2 separate regions of the Danio rerio genome follow, and region 2 is linked to region 1. Evidence: chromatin contacts called from public HiCAR-type data. All regions are on one chromosome and are shown on one strand. Each heading gives the region's core, a stretch centred on a gene start, on an enhancer-like site or on the middle of the called end of the contact. The rest is flanking DNA. Distances are from core to core; before and after follow the strand shown. Region 1 has its middle 45 kb from the start of gpr173. Region 2 overlaps wasb (WASP actin nucleation promoting factor b).

Region 1 (7,611 bases), core at 3,232-5,731:
TGTTTACACAAATAGTCTACTATTATTTTGTTGAATCATGTTGCCTTTGCTTTTGCCTTTAGTAATTTTATGTAAAGAATTATAATGTTGTGTATACTGTAATTTATTATATTTCCATTTTGTCAATTTTTTGAAGCCTCCTGTGGACAGGTGTTGAGAATTATCAAGTTTGCTAAAACAATTAAACAAATGCATTTGGTTGTCCAGTGTAATTGTCATGTCCATGTCAAATAAATAAATAAATCTGCTGCATCTTTATAATGTAATCACCCCATGGATCGTAATCCAGTAGAAATAAATGTAAAGGCTGTTACCATAAACTACTATTTTAACCCCTTCAGACCCTGCGTCCATTACAATGGACATCACATGACATCCCATTTTTCTGAAATTTGGAACATAATTCAGGTCTGAAGGGGTTAATTTAATTATTTACTTATCAGGATCCCCATTAGCCACTACCAAAGTAGTGGCTATTCTACCTGGGGTCCATAAAACACAAAACAAAATGACTTAAAAACATTAATAAAACATAAAAACCCACATTTCTTACATAACATTCAGATCAACAAGCCACTTAAAAATGTGCCATTAAATATTCCTTTAACAATTTTTAAACCTCATTTTACTTGTTTCAAAGCATGTAATGTCTAATGGCAATTAATTCCTCTATACATTATAGTCCATCGCTTTGCATTCGTTTTTGAAACAGGAAGCAATAATTTTCTGTTGATGCATGCCTGCATTACTATACAAAAGTTGTCAGTACAATACGCATGGAATTCTTGACACAGAAATATTTCTGATGAAACACAACAGAGAAACAATTACCCTATCCTTTACCAATAACCAACCTAAAGCTTTATGCATTTTCTAAAATGTAACCCTTTGATTGGAGTGTAAAATTAGTCGTGCAGCTCTATTCTGGACTAACTGTTATTTATCAAAGTCTTAACCATATCACAGAACAGTAATTTTAGATAGAAAAGAACCATCATCTGCCCACTTTAAAAGAGATCCAGTACTGTGGTAAAAATTTGACACATCGATAAAACTCTCCCCATAACTATTACCATTTCATCGATTTGTTTTGACCACTTTAACCTACTATCAAGAAGAACTCCAAGAAGCCTAATTTCCTCTACCTGTTCAATAGGCACACTCATTACAGACAAATTTAATTGTGGCTTTCATTTAAATTAAAAGTTTGATCCAAACACAATACTTTTTTTTTTTTTTGGTCAAATTTAAAACCATCTTCATTTTTTACCACTATTTGTAACTCCTCATCTAAATCAGCAGATCATTTTTCAATCGATGCCGCTGGTAGATATAATGTTGCATCATCTGCATACACAACTGCCCTTGCATGCTTTAAAACCAAAGGAAGATTTATCTTCAGTAGGTTATGGATAAAATATGGTAATTCTAATGGTTTAATGAAATTAATTAGATTTTCGTTATTGTACTGTGAACCCTACTTTGCAAGCCACTTGTTTAAAGGATTGTTAACAGTTAAACTAAAAGGTAATTTTAGTAAGATTGATCCATACCGATGTCCATATTTGTCATCTTCCTAAATTCTTCTCACATCTCCACACGACTCTGTCCAGGTAATTAGATCACAGCACTTGTTAAGCTAAAGAAAAAAAAAGAAGAAGAGATAAGATTCCCCCCTCTCTTTGTCTCTCACTCCCTCTCTCTCTCCCCATTATGGTTTCTTTCTCCCCCAGAGCTATTTGACTACAGTATCTTGACTTGAAAGTTGTGGAAAGTCCTGAGCTGTCAGGAGGCATCAGAGAGCAGCGATGCCCCGCGGTGAGATCGTCTCTCGCTCGGCTAAGATGGAGGCCAGCGCTCTTTCATCCTCTCCTGCAGAAAGACACTCTTTCATTCTCATGTCGTACGACATCAAGGTGAGAGAGATTGCAGATGCCATGCAGGAAATTCTGCTGTGCAAACGGGAAGCTGGAAGGAACAAAGAGTTGTGAAAAAAATAAAAAAATCAAACACATGGGGGATTGGTGTAATGAATTTAGATAGTCTATTTAGATAGCGACGCCTGCGTTTGGGGAGAAAAGCCCAGCTTGAAGTTTCGCAAACCTGAATGGATGACCAGGGCCTTTCCTGATGAGAAATTAATGAGGTCTAGCAGAGCCTATTAAATGTGTCTCTCTGCTAAATATGATTTTCCTCTTTCAAGGTCACACAACTGGTGGCAATTTAGATAAATGTGTACTCATGTAATTAAGGTTGGTATAGTTTGTAGACACTAAGCTCAAAACTGTAAAACGTCACGTGACATCCTTGAGCAAGAAAAAAAAAGAAGAAAATTGTATTAAACACGCAGAAGAAAATGTGCAGACTTCAGCTAATTGAAGACCACAGGGATCTGACGGGTTACAGTAAATTGAATAGAATTTAATGGAGAAACAGGTTCACTTGGTCAATTATTCAGAAAAAGAAATGGTGGTGGGGGATGGTTTTGCATTTTGAGAAGATTAATTTTTTGATGGACTCGTTAGGCATTAAAATTCCTCTGATTAGTTCAATTACAGGGAACATACTGAAGCTTTTTGTTCTTACTTCTTAAGTATGGGGCTTTATGGCTAAAAAAAAAATTTAAAAGCTTTTTGTTATCAAAGTAATAATGGCCTAATGATTAGAGCAAGGGTGCCAAAAATGTCCAGCATAGTTAAATTAAGACCCCAATGGGCCATTTGCATGGAAGTCCTTTTCACCCACTGAAAAACCTCTGGTTAAAGGTTGATGTGACAGTCTTTTATTTCATAAGATTCCTTTAACAGCCTAGATAATGTAATCAGTGATGCCAGATATAGCTGACCTTTTTTCAGTCCAAAAGCTGTCCAAAAAAAAAAAAACACCCAGAATATTAGATTAATATTTTATTTTATTTTAATTTATTTAAATCAGAAATTAGCCAAGTTACTTTAATTGTCAGACTTTTTATCCATACAGCAAACAACATCAACAGTCACAGAACCACAATTATACAGTACAATTACAACATAATTGGATCACATCACAAAACTGCACTAATTGTTCTGTAGATTGCATTCACCTATATATTTTAGATTTATTTGTTTAAAAATGATATTTAAATAGTTTATAAATTCTTTGCATTAAATTTCCTGTGAAATTAAACCATAGTATTGAAGATGTTGGTTTCATTCTGTTAGTTTTAAGAATATCAATTAGCTGTGCACCAATGTGTCTCCAGTAATTCTGGTAAGCCTAAAAATAATTCACTTGGCAACTCTTGAAATGATGATTTGTTTGACACACAATCAAATTCAAAACCGCCCAATCTGGCAACACTGAAGTTGATTTAATCAAAATAGAGTCAGTTAAATAGACCTCAGCATTCGTTTAGTTTAGTTGCAAAGACCAGCAGCTGAGCAATTTAAAAATACTGTGGTAAATAAAAATAATTTAAAGACATGTCGCGGGTAAAGATAATATAATGCAGTGCTTCTTGTCCATATAATGTGATAAACATATTGTGTTTCATCAGTGTAGATAAATGATTTTAAAGTCAGAATGAAACAGCATTTAGATGGTGTCAACGGTACATCCCTTAAAACTATTTCTGAAACGAGAAAAAAAAATGTAGGGTGGTGCTTGATTTCGTCCTTTGGGAACAAATTGGATTGTTGGAAGATGGCAGTTGCTAACAAAACGGAGGAAGCTATGCATTACATGTGTCCAAAAGTGAAGAGAAGTTGTTTCAAAGGGGAAGATTTTGGATTGAAGATCATGAGGGCAAATATATTTTTACAAAATAATGAAATGGACACATATTAATAAAGTGCACATGTTATCGTTTATAACAAGTTCTACTATATCCATATACAAAACAAAAATAAATACAATTTTTTTTTTTAAATTATAAAACCATGTGTATTAAAAAAATAAATAAATCCTTTTTGGAAAGTCCACAAAACCGCAATGATCATATTTGAAGAAGGTGTGGGAGTATTGTTAGCAAAAAGCCATTTTTAGGAAGATAAATAGACAGGCAGGCCAAAAGTAAAGAGTGGCCTTTAGCCTCATAATCCTGCTTACATTGTAAAGAAAGAGTCCTGAACTTACCAGAAAACTACTGCCTGCGGCCTCCTGCTGAGACCAGAGAATACGGATGCTTTACGGTCGGTATGTCCAATGTGGGGCCCACAGCAGTACAAACTCAGAAACACTTGACAGAGCAGAGACACATACAAAGATTATTAACAAATAAATTCAGGATACATGTGTTTTTCCAGACTCTAGTGAATGGGGACGTTTTAGCATCTCTTTTGAATCACAAATCAGTTAATGTGTCTGATAAATCATTTCACTTTCGGGACACTTTCCAATGCCTTTTCTGCCCAGCAAATGAGAATGATGAAGTTTTATAGTGCAGCTGCTTGCATGAGGTTTTACAGGTGCTGAGTGATTTACGTCTTCTCTATGATGTGGTTTAGTTGAAGGGGTGTCATTTACGCTATTCCTTATCTCTGTCCCGGCCTGTCAAACATACCAGCCGTTGGCTCTGTGTCGAGCGTTTGCATGTCTCCAAGACGAGAAGTTGTCAGGTAGCGACGAGACGGAGGTGAAAAAAATCTACAAGGCCAGTTCCCTGGTGAGTCTTTCTTGTCTCTATAATGAAGTGTGAGACATTCACTTTTGTGCTTTATGACTAGATGAAATAGTTTCTCTCATGTTCTGAGGAACAAATTGGATCTGAATCAGAAATTGTGCAGTGCTTTCTGATATTTGCCTTGATGAGTTTAACCACAAACTTTTCATACACATTTTCTGTTATTTTGTGAAGTCTAAAATTCCGAATTTAAAACCAGACAAACATGTGTTTTATGATACCTTTACGAACCCCCCTGATTCTAAACATCTTATTTCTAAATTTGTGTTTATTTGAAAGTTGTGTTACAGTATCCTCTATAAGATGGGACAATTGTTCGACTTCAATATAGTCATGCTTATGATTCAATTCAAGGTCATACATCGCCTATACTACTCTAAATCCAAGCCACATACTGTACAATCTTTCTGTCTCACCAATGTGCGATAGATACAAGACAGCAGAGAACACAGTTGCTCACACCTTTTGGCTCTGTCCCTGACTCAATAGATTTTGGACAAACATATTTGACTGATACTCCAAGGCTTATAGCAGACCTTTTCTACCAGATGCCAACCTTGCCATCTTTGGCTTCTAACAAAATACGTCTTCTCTCCCTCAAAACAAAGCAAGATGCAAGGCATGGTCGTGGCTAAACGACTTTTGCTTAACAAGTGCAAATCATCTTCATCTCCTTCATTCCAGAACTGGATTTCCGACATGATATCTGTTTTTCAGATGAAGAGATTTTTAAGGTCTAGCTCCATACGAAAAATTTTGGCTACTTGAGGTCAATTTCTTGATTAATTTGACAAAGCTATAACTCATGAGATATCCAGTGACCCCTTGGCGGTTTAAGTATATGTATACATCACTCATTTTGATTACATTTTTTGTGACTATTATGCATTTTTTGGGACGATAAACATTTTCAAGGTATACCGCGGTTTGGAAAAGTCAAGGTTTTAAAACCACCAAAATTTTCTAATATACTGTTCCTAAGGTATGTGTAAGATTTTTGTATTACATTTTTTTTCTTCATTTTTTAGAACAACAGTGTCTCCAGCAGAAAAGATATTTAAAGATGCCGATTTAAATTGTAATAAAATCTGTGTTTTTGAAATAAACGAAGACAGCAGAAGTCAATGATTCATTTGGACTATTTATCCTGACATGTTTACTCCTCCAAAATATTTTAAATGTTTCTCAAAATAAAATATATTGTGTTCAAAGGGGAAAACATTTTAGTATTTTACCCAGACATTTAAAAAGAATCAATTTTATAGCAGTGATTACAATACTGTAAAGACATTTTTAACCAAGGTTATCATACCGTGAAGATCTTATACGGGCCCATGCCTAGTCACGATACTGAAATTCGATCCTAATCGGTACTGAAATTTGTAAACATTCAAAAATTTCCATTTGCCGCTAACATTTGAGTGCTGTGAAGCACGTTCTTAAATAGTGCTAATTTGCATTGTGTTTATGTGCTCAACAGAAATGACTGTGAGTGGCAGTGAAGGTCATTGGTTGACCGAACTCACCACTGTTTACTGAGTGTAACCACAGAGACAGGGACACTGGAGCGTTTTAAATCATGCGATTCATCAGCAGATCCCTCATATGTCAGCTTATAGAAAAACAAGTTTCAACAACGCTTCAGTGCTCCTGTATCTGTGGTTACACTCAGTAAACAGAGGTGAGTTCTGATGACCTTCATGGCCAATAACAGTCATTGATAACAATTGAGTTACATTGAGTGCTTACAAATTGAATAATAAAAATGGCTTAGTACTTTTATAATCATGTAATCAACAAAATTATTTATTTTAGGTATTTTATTCTGTCACACTTGGGTTTTATTTTTAAAATAGTATAATCACTTTTGATCAAATGAATCTTACATGAATATAATTATATCTCATATAAATCATGTACATCTTGATACTGTTCATAAGGGGGCAGAGCTCATAAAATGTTTCAAAGTAATGCAATTGTAAAATGGATTTCACTGATGAATTTGGAATTTATAATTTCAATAATATAAGTATTAATATAACAGTAATAGTTTGTTAATAAAAAATCTGATGAAACAACATTGTAATCTCAAATGGGCCCCCAGTGGGCCACTGGCAAGTTACAAAGAGGAACTATTGAAATTCTATAAATTATTAATAGTTTACTGCTATTGGGTCAATAATATGCAATAAGGGTGGGCCATTTATATGGATACACCTTAATAAACTTATTGGGAATTTCAAAAGAAAAACAATGGTGTGCTTGGTTTTAAACATAACTTTATTCTTTCATTAGTTATTTACAAGCCCCCTCACATATGCTAATGTGCCACAAACAGGATGTTAATATCACTAACCATTGCCTTTTTATTAGTGTATATCTATATAAATGGCCCACCTTGTATATAAATCATAAAAAGTAACTGTGTTCAGATTATGATAATTTTAAAATGGAATATAATTACAGGTATTAACATCTGATTACGTAATCCAGATGACAAGTAATCGGTTAACCAGCACAGTTTATTCAAATGCACGTGAATTATTTTAGGTGTCTGCACTCCAATGCAATACTTTGAAACCAAAATTATAGAGCATTCTGCATTCATAACATTTGCATCTGGAAAAAGCTCAGAGATGACACACTTTCGACCAAAGCACACCTATTTTGAGGGTAAAGAATAGAGCTGTGATTACACTCAACTATCTCATCTGGAAAAACACTAAAAGAGGACACTGCCTATTAAAGCTGAATGTTTTCTCTGGCTGTAAAATTTTTCAGAAAGTCCCCGAAAGACATAGCATCCTCTGTTTCCGCTGCATTTCTCTATGGGAGACTCAGGTAATGAAAACACAGCAGTGGTATAACACACTGGATGCAGGGGTTGAGACACCTGTTTGGCACTGGAAGTCAACAGGGGGAGGAAAAGCAAGTAATAAGCACCTGACACA
Region 2 (7,611 bases), core at 2,770-5,269, 100 kb before region 1:
AACAGAATTCATGCTCGTCGTAATCATAACTCTAAAATGCAATATGATTATTTAAATAATGTGTACGTTTTCGGTTTCATTTCCACTGCTGTTCATACTTCCCTCGCGGCTCCTGAACGATCACTCTGTTCCACAAACTGAATGTTGTTTACTACTTTATTACCTGTTAGTCATACCTGCAGGTTCTGTTCACTGAAGCAGACGCGCGCGCAGAGTCCGCCCTCTGTAGTAACAGCTCACGTCATGTGTGATTTTGCGGCCGCCAATACATCATTATATGAAGACAGAATGATATTTTTGGGTGAATTGTACCTTATAAATACAGTATGTGACTCTTTCAACACCATTAGGAAGTATCCATGTCGCTGTGCAAAGTATGTAAATCACTGTGAAGACTTTAAAACTTAGCCTATGTTTGACCCAGTATGCGTGTCAAAAAGCGGACGAGTCTAAAGCAATGACTGTACAACCGAAATATTGCCTGACGTCTGATTTTGAGAGGATAGGCCATCCTCTATTTCAACTCCACTCATCTTGGTCTGCTAACATTACTGCTGCTGCAATCTGAACTCACGTGCGACAGCAGGTGGAACGTAGCTCATGTGCAAACAGCTCAACTAATAAGAGAAAACGGACGTCATATCGTAATCAAATCGTCATAACGCCATGATGCATATTGTGACATTTTTGCATCGCAATAAATCGTACAACGATAAATCGTTACACCCCAATATATATATATATATATATATATATATATATTGAGGTAAAACTGATGCGTGTGTGCATTTTAAAAACATATGCAACTGTTTTTTAAATCACTTAATTCGAAATAGCACTATTCAATTTTCAATGGAAGTATTTAACATAAACATAAACTTCAAAGATTAAAGTTACTTGTACAAAATGTGTGTAAAAAAGGGGCAATTGTAAAAATGTGAATTCTATGTTGAAACTAAAAACTAAAAACATGGCAAAAAAAAAACACTGTGGGTTTTCAGGAAGGTGTTGCTTGAGCTTGTATTTCTGATCTTGTGCATTTGCATGAAATAATTTACCATAAATTATTGAAATAATAGACAATTTATAGTGTTAAAAGTATAAATACTTTTAAAAAAACAATACAAAACAATTACAATTTTAACACTACCATGTTCTGTTAAAGGGTCCAGATTTGCTGTCTATTTAAAAAGCAACTCAGTCTTGGGCTTGGGTTAGATTTATGTATTTATGACCAGGGATGGGCAGTTTTTATGATACAAGTATTTCAAATACGTATTTTAAATACAAAATAAGTATTTGTATTTGATAGGGTTAATGTAGATGGCTTCATATTTTGTTTCAAAATATTTTAGTGTCTTGTATTTGTGTATTTTTAAAATCCTGTAAAATACTTTGTAAGACGTCTACATGGTGACCTCATAGAGACCATTTTAATGTGGTAATGCCGTTGAACATTTCCTGTTTATTGTCAAACTATTTCATAACTGTAAAAAGGGGAATCCAACCATAACTTTACGTTAAAACAGCACCATAACATTATGTATCAATATTTAAAACGTTTTGAATGCCAGAAAGCTATAGAAATTAACTTGAAATTATAATTAAATGTATAACAGGAAATATATTAGGACTATTGTTATTGTGTACATCTCTCAAAATGATCTATAGATGCTTTGGACATAATTAACTCTTCCATTTAAAGAATACCTGAAAAAATACAAAATATTTGGAGAAAGAGTATACTGTGCAAATAATATGGACTGCTAATGCCAAACGTTTGTCTTTAAAACAATCAACATAAAAGTAAGTTCCACAGTGGCGCTTACCAACAATACTTCATTAACTGTTTTGAATAGCAGTAAGGTTGAACATCAGTTATAATTGCACATAGTAAATGAAGAGGAAATAGTTATGCCTAAAGATGTCAAAGTGACACAACATATAAAACATGTTTAATAATCTCCTAAAACCTGACAGGAGCAGGATATAGTATATGAAGAGTTTATCAACAAAATAGAAAAATACTCTCTTCAAGAGTATTGAAGAGTCAGTTTAATAGTATAGGGACTGATATCATGCTCCTTTTAAAAAATGTTGTGGTATTTTTAAAACACAAAAATACTGTATTTTACATGTTGCTGTGTTTTGTAGTTTTTTTTTGATACACTTAAACAAAGTATTTTTGTATTTGATTTTAAAATACATTTCAATGTATCTTTGCCCAACCCCATTTATGACTGTAGCATTTAGTCTGTTCTTGACAGATTTTCCCACCACCACTGCAAAAATTAAGCAGCCCCCTTTTAACTTAAATGGGTTTTCCATTGCTGTTTCACTTTCCCTTAAAAATACAGAACCAATGTCTCTGCAATTGTGCTAAATTCACAAATCTTTAACAAAATTGATTTAGTTCATGACATGAATAAACTTTGAAGAGAGTGAATTCCAAGGTCTGTTGAAATTCTTGATTCTTATTGGCTGGAAGGTGTGCAATAAAATCATCCAATGCACAGGTTGTTCCAGTCAGTTCTGATCCCAATTTGAAGTAAACACTTTCCTCAATACTTAATAGTAACCATAGCAGCTCGGTCAGTTGACGAAGATATGCCAGTGTCATTTACATCATTGTTTCTCAACCACGCTCCTGGAAGACCATTGACACCGCATGTTTTGGATGTGTCCTTTGTCTGTTCCACACATTACAGCTCCTTCAGTTGTTCAGCTAATGAGCTGATGATCTGAATCAGGTTATTGGTTAAAATGTGCAGAGCTGGTGTTCCTCCAGGAACGTGGTTGAGAAACACTAATTTGCATGATCTCTCTCTCTCAGACGCATATTCCCTCTCTGTCTATATGTGATTGCTGATTTAATGTAAGGACTAGGAGATCTAACATGTCATAATTGACCAAAATTTTGTCACACATTATGCAAAACTAGCTTTAATGTGTTTATAACTTAGCAAATTACCATGGAGTTAATAAGATAATCAACAGCTTGCTATGGGTTAATGGATTTTAATATTTTGCTTCTGTATTGTCATTTAAAATCGCATGGTAATCCATTGACTATCCCTTACATATATTACGTTTATGTATTTATTTATCTTTTTATGAAAAAAAATAATTTTTATGTCTATACATATGCAAACAGCCCTACTACTTTCTTTAAATGTTTGTATCTGCTCATAATTCCGATACACTGTAAAAAAAATTCTTGGTTGCCTTAAATTTTTAAGCTGAATTAAATTAACCTTAGGAGTCCATTGAACTTATATTAAGTTAAACTGACCTAAAACAGCTTGCAAAGCTTATAAAATTAAGTTAGAACTTGATCAACTTAGTTTAATAAGCTTCAATGATCTAAAATATATGCTGTCAGGATTTATTGATCATATATATTTTGTTCACAGTGTAGTAATGTTGATCTTTTGCTTTCTTCAGAAGACGAAGAGGATGATGGGGGCGAAGAAGAAGAAGATGATGAATGGGATGACTAATGCTTCTCACTGCTACTGGTTCACACATAGCATCTAAATCAAAACAACGAGATGATAAAGCTGATTCTCCACACAAATTATTTAAACAAAAGGCATGAAATCCTGAGGTTATTCCAGATTAAAGTAGCGCTGAATCTGATCTGCTAGAAATCCAATAAAGCAGCATAAACCAAACTTGACTAGATTTCAAGCCTGTCTGCGGCGTCTCAGTTGTTTCAAAGGCTGGTTTGTCTTCACATCCTGCTTTCACTTCACAGTAGCTCAGCAAAAGTTCAGTTTAAGTACATTTTTTTGAAGACGGAACTTAAGTTAGGCCAAAGCAGGATTGGTGTAAGATTTCATCCAAACTGTAGCATTGCCAAGCCTAACCACAGCTTTATGTTGTATGATTCCTCCTCCGTGCACATACTTTTAACTCAGCAACTGTTTGGTTCCAAAATATCTCTCCCTTAACTACAAACCTATTAATGTTATTCTTGTCAAAGTAAGATAGATCAACTTTTGTGCAGCCATGTGCTGAAAATCGGAGGCTTACATGGGACCTCCCCCTACAGGACTAGCATGAAAATACACAGGATAACAAGGGTTTAAAATAAAAAGTATGTTTATATTAATTTAATTAGATTGATAAGGCCTCCCAGCAAACATTTTTGTGTTTAATAGACGTCTAATAAACATCTAAACATATACAGCTTGGCTTAAACAAGGAAAAACTTGAGCTGTCAGTAAAAATCTAATGGACGTTTAATAGCACAAAAGTCGGCAGATTAGACAGACTATATGTGGTCATTCATTTCAGTATATTTAATAGTCTAGTTTTACGTATATTAGATTTTCATCGAAAGCCCAAATTTATCCTTCTTTTAGCTGAGCCGACTATGTTAAGATGTCTATTAGACATCTTAAAAAAAAAAACACACAAAATGCTTGCTGGGTTCTCAAAGTGGAATTTGAAATGGACGACGTCTCTAAATGGCCTAGTTTTTCACGAAGATTAAGCATGTATTTTCTCATGTTTATCAGTCATAATAGAAAACATGGCGACAGAATCAGAAACCGTTTGTTTCTTTGTTGGACAAAAAATTATTTTGTTGTAATTGTATTAGTGAAAGGACAGTGTTTTTAATAAAAAGGCAATATTCACCAACTGGATGCTACGCCGGGTTGATGTCTGGGTGCTGCAGGTAAGGATGACAACTGAACTGAATATCCCAAATATTTGTATCATTTTCTTCAAAACTGTAGCGACTATAATGGGAGGTAGAGAAAGCGTTTTTATCCGTTTTATAGTGATCGCGCGTTTGTGTCATCAATAATTATGAGTGCGAAATACAAAAACACGACACGGAGAGGTATTTTATTAACAAATAAATTTTTTTTTGCGTTAGAGCTTATAACTTTATAACGCAAAAACAACATTACCCACACATATTAAGACAGCTGTCCTGTATGTTCAATCAGTTGACTGATAAAGTAAATAACTCAATAAAAGTTAAAAATAACCCAACAAGGCGCCAAATATTTTTAACAACCATTGGGTTTAATAAATAGCGTTTTTATGTATTTTTATGAAATTGTTATCTGACGTCACACAAGCAAGAGTGCAGTTTCTAATTCACAAATGAGTTGATTTTTTTACAACAGTTTAAACAAAAATAAATCCGCATATGGACACATATAACGTCACAGTTTTTTGGTCATGTGACTCACTTTCTCAAGCTAACTATGAACTTATTTTTATATAACTGCATTAATATTTCTTTTTACTTTTGACAATTAAATTTTTCTTGATTCTTACAATTTAATTTATTAGTTATCACAATTTAACTTTTTTTGCAACCACATTTTAAGTTACGCCTATCCCAACTTAATTTTTCTAATCATTAACTTAATTATTGGTTGTCATAACTGGTTTTTAGCACAACTTTTTCAGTTTCCACAACTTAATTTGGCTAGTTTCCATAACTTAATTTTAGTTATGTCTATATATAAATTTGGGTGGCCAAAAAAACTCAAATAAAATATTTTTTTTCTGATTGTTTAAACTACTTTATAATGAGCTGAATCAACACAAATCGTGAAATTTTTGGGGGAACAGCTTAATTGCAATGATCAATTAACTTAAGTTTGTAAAAACAATTAAGTTGACTTAATCGATTTGTGTTAGGACAACATGAAGGAATTGTGTGGAACCCTGCATTTTTGACCACACAATTCCTTCATGTTGTCCTAACACAAATCAATTAAATAAACTTAACACTTTTAACAAATTTATGTGAATTGAACATAAAAAATTAAGTTGTCCAAATTTAATATGAAGAGTTGTGTTGTTTTTAAATAAGTAGTTTGAACAAGCAAAAAAAAACAAAACATTTTTGAGTATACAGTGCAAACAAACAAACTGAAAAATAAATAAACAGATAAAAACAAAAACAGCAGTTTATTGTTATTGCTTTAAAAAACACCTATTAGAACTCCCGAACCCCAGAATACCATGATAATAAAATAATATTTATCACAAACAATCACATTAACGTGAACCTACACTAACATCTGTAAATACAAAGAGGAAATATTTTGAGAAGCCACCACAATTAGGAAGTTTCTGTTTAGCTCAACATTCAACACCAAAGAAAAGACACAACAGGACAAAGAAAGTCAATGTGGCATTAAATGTTCCTTAGAGACCCAGATGACGTTCTGCACAATACGTTTACTGTGGAGAGGAAAGAAGTGCGGTTTGGACTTTGAGAATAGCTTGTCCTCCACCCTTCAAGACCAGATAACATGTCTGGGGTTACAAACCACTGAGCGTTTCATTGAGCAAATTTCACACACAGAGTCATTATAAATACTCCTCCAACCAATCCAATGAAGAAAATCCATCACTTACGCTTTCAAAATGATGACATTAGAGGACTAGACAAAGTATATGTTCTCAGAAGGAAATTACACAACACATTTTCCTCGCCTTTGTCCTTTAGTTTGGTGCGACATTCCATAGAAAGTGCTTGAAGAGGTAGACATTTCTGACTTCTATTTGCATTGTGTGTCCAAAAAATGATTAGCAACAACCATTTATCGGTTTATATTTCATCTCTGCTGATAAAACAAACTTTTGTAGTTCCTCAAGGTTAATTTTAATGTTATAATATAAAAAAAAACTAAATAAACTCCAAAAACATCTACCTCTTTTTTTTTCTCAGCATCTCTCCATGTGTCCTGGTCCTGTTAATAAACAATACAAACAATTACATTTTCTGTCAAAATCAGCCCTGTCCCACCACCAAAGAGCACAACTCACATGAATATGTACACTCTCACAATAAATATGTTGCATGGTGTGGCAGAGAGAGAGAGAGAGAGAGAGAGAGAGAGAGAGAGAGAGAGGGAAAGAAAGGAGGTTAGTTTATAATCCTGAACAGTGACTAGTCCAATACATACATTTTCTATGTACATGTGTCATTGTCACACAACACAAAGCACAGATACTGTGTTTATACACGAGCAACAACATGACCACATTTCACCATTAACAAAACAGCAGAATACAAAAATGTGTCGATTATGGATTGAGAGTGAGAATGTTTTTAGTGGTCCGACTATCAACAGAGTCCCAAAGACAGAAGAGACCAGGCTGAACAAAAAAACTGTATATACAGCAAATCAGGGACGATGGGTTTGCTCATAGCTGTTGGAGGATCAACATTTGTTATACGAGACACAAATGACTCGCATTTTGGTTGCCTTCACATTTAAAGATTGTTAATGTCGGTGTGAAGTTTGTATCAGAAGTCTTTTTCAAATAGATACAGCTAATGCTGACTAAAAAGGGATTTTGAGTTTTGCAGATGTCTTTCATTTTGGTCCACAGTTTTGTCCTAATGAAGGCAATGATCCAATCATGGTAACAAAAATTCTGGAATCATAGCTGCATGTTTTACTGCAAGATTTATCTATTTTATATACATTTTATTTGATAATTTGACAAGTAGAAACATTTTAAATGCATGTTTTTTTTATAATGACCAATACTGTTGTTGCTTTTTTATAGCACAGTAAGTTTGATCTGGAGCATTTAGTTTAACCGTTACACATCAAACTAAAATAT

The links. HiCAR-type assays count read pairs that join an accessible place to other places.
Region 2: a contact with region 1 is called in a HiCAR-type map of caudal fin, with 5 times the contacts expected there. The contact joins two enhancer-like sites. A contact is called at or near these places in 9 of 18 Hi-C or Micro-C datasets (caudal fin, embryo, fibroblasts and 3 more) and 1 of 4 datasets of contacts at active chromatin or transcription factors (caudal fin).

The regions. Positions count from the first base shown.
Region 1 is chr8:25,351,526-25,359,136 of GRCz12tu, reverse strand. No RefSeq gene overlaps it. Among named protein-coding and RNA genes, the nearest start is that of gpr173, 45 kb to the right of the region's middle. Within about 2 kb of position 4,481, at least 2 of the 62 cell types and tissues checked have an H3K27ac peak or open chromatin away from gene starts, as enhancers often do. A contact at or near this core is called in caudal fin, where this site is marked.
Region 2 is chr8:25,450,564-25,458,174 of GRCz12tu, reverse strand. It overlaps wasb (WASP actin nucleation promoting factor b), which reads left to right. Exons shown (of 12, transcript NM_199938.1): 12 at 3,445-3,674. The coding sequence ends at 3,500. It also overlaps a transcript of sema3gb not described here. Among named protein-coding and RNA genes, the nearest start is that of wasb, 19 kb to the left of the region's middle. Within about 2 kb of position 4,019, at least 2 of the 62 cell types and tissues checked have an H3K27ac peak or open chromatin away from gene starts, as enhancers often do. A contact at or near this core is called in caudal fin, where this site is marked.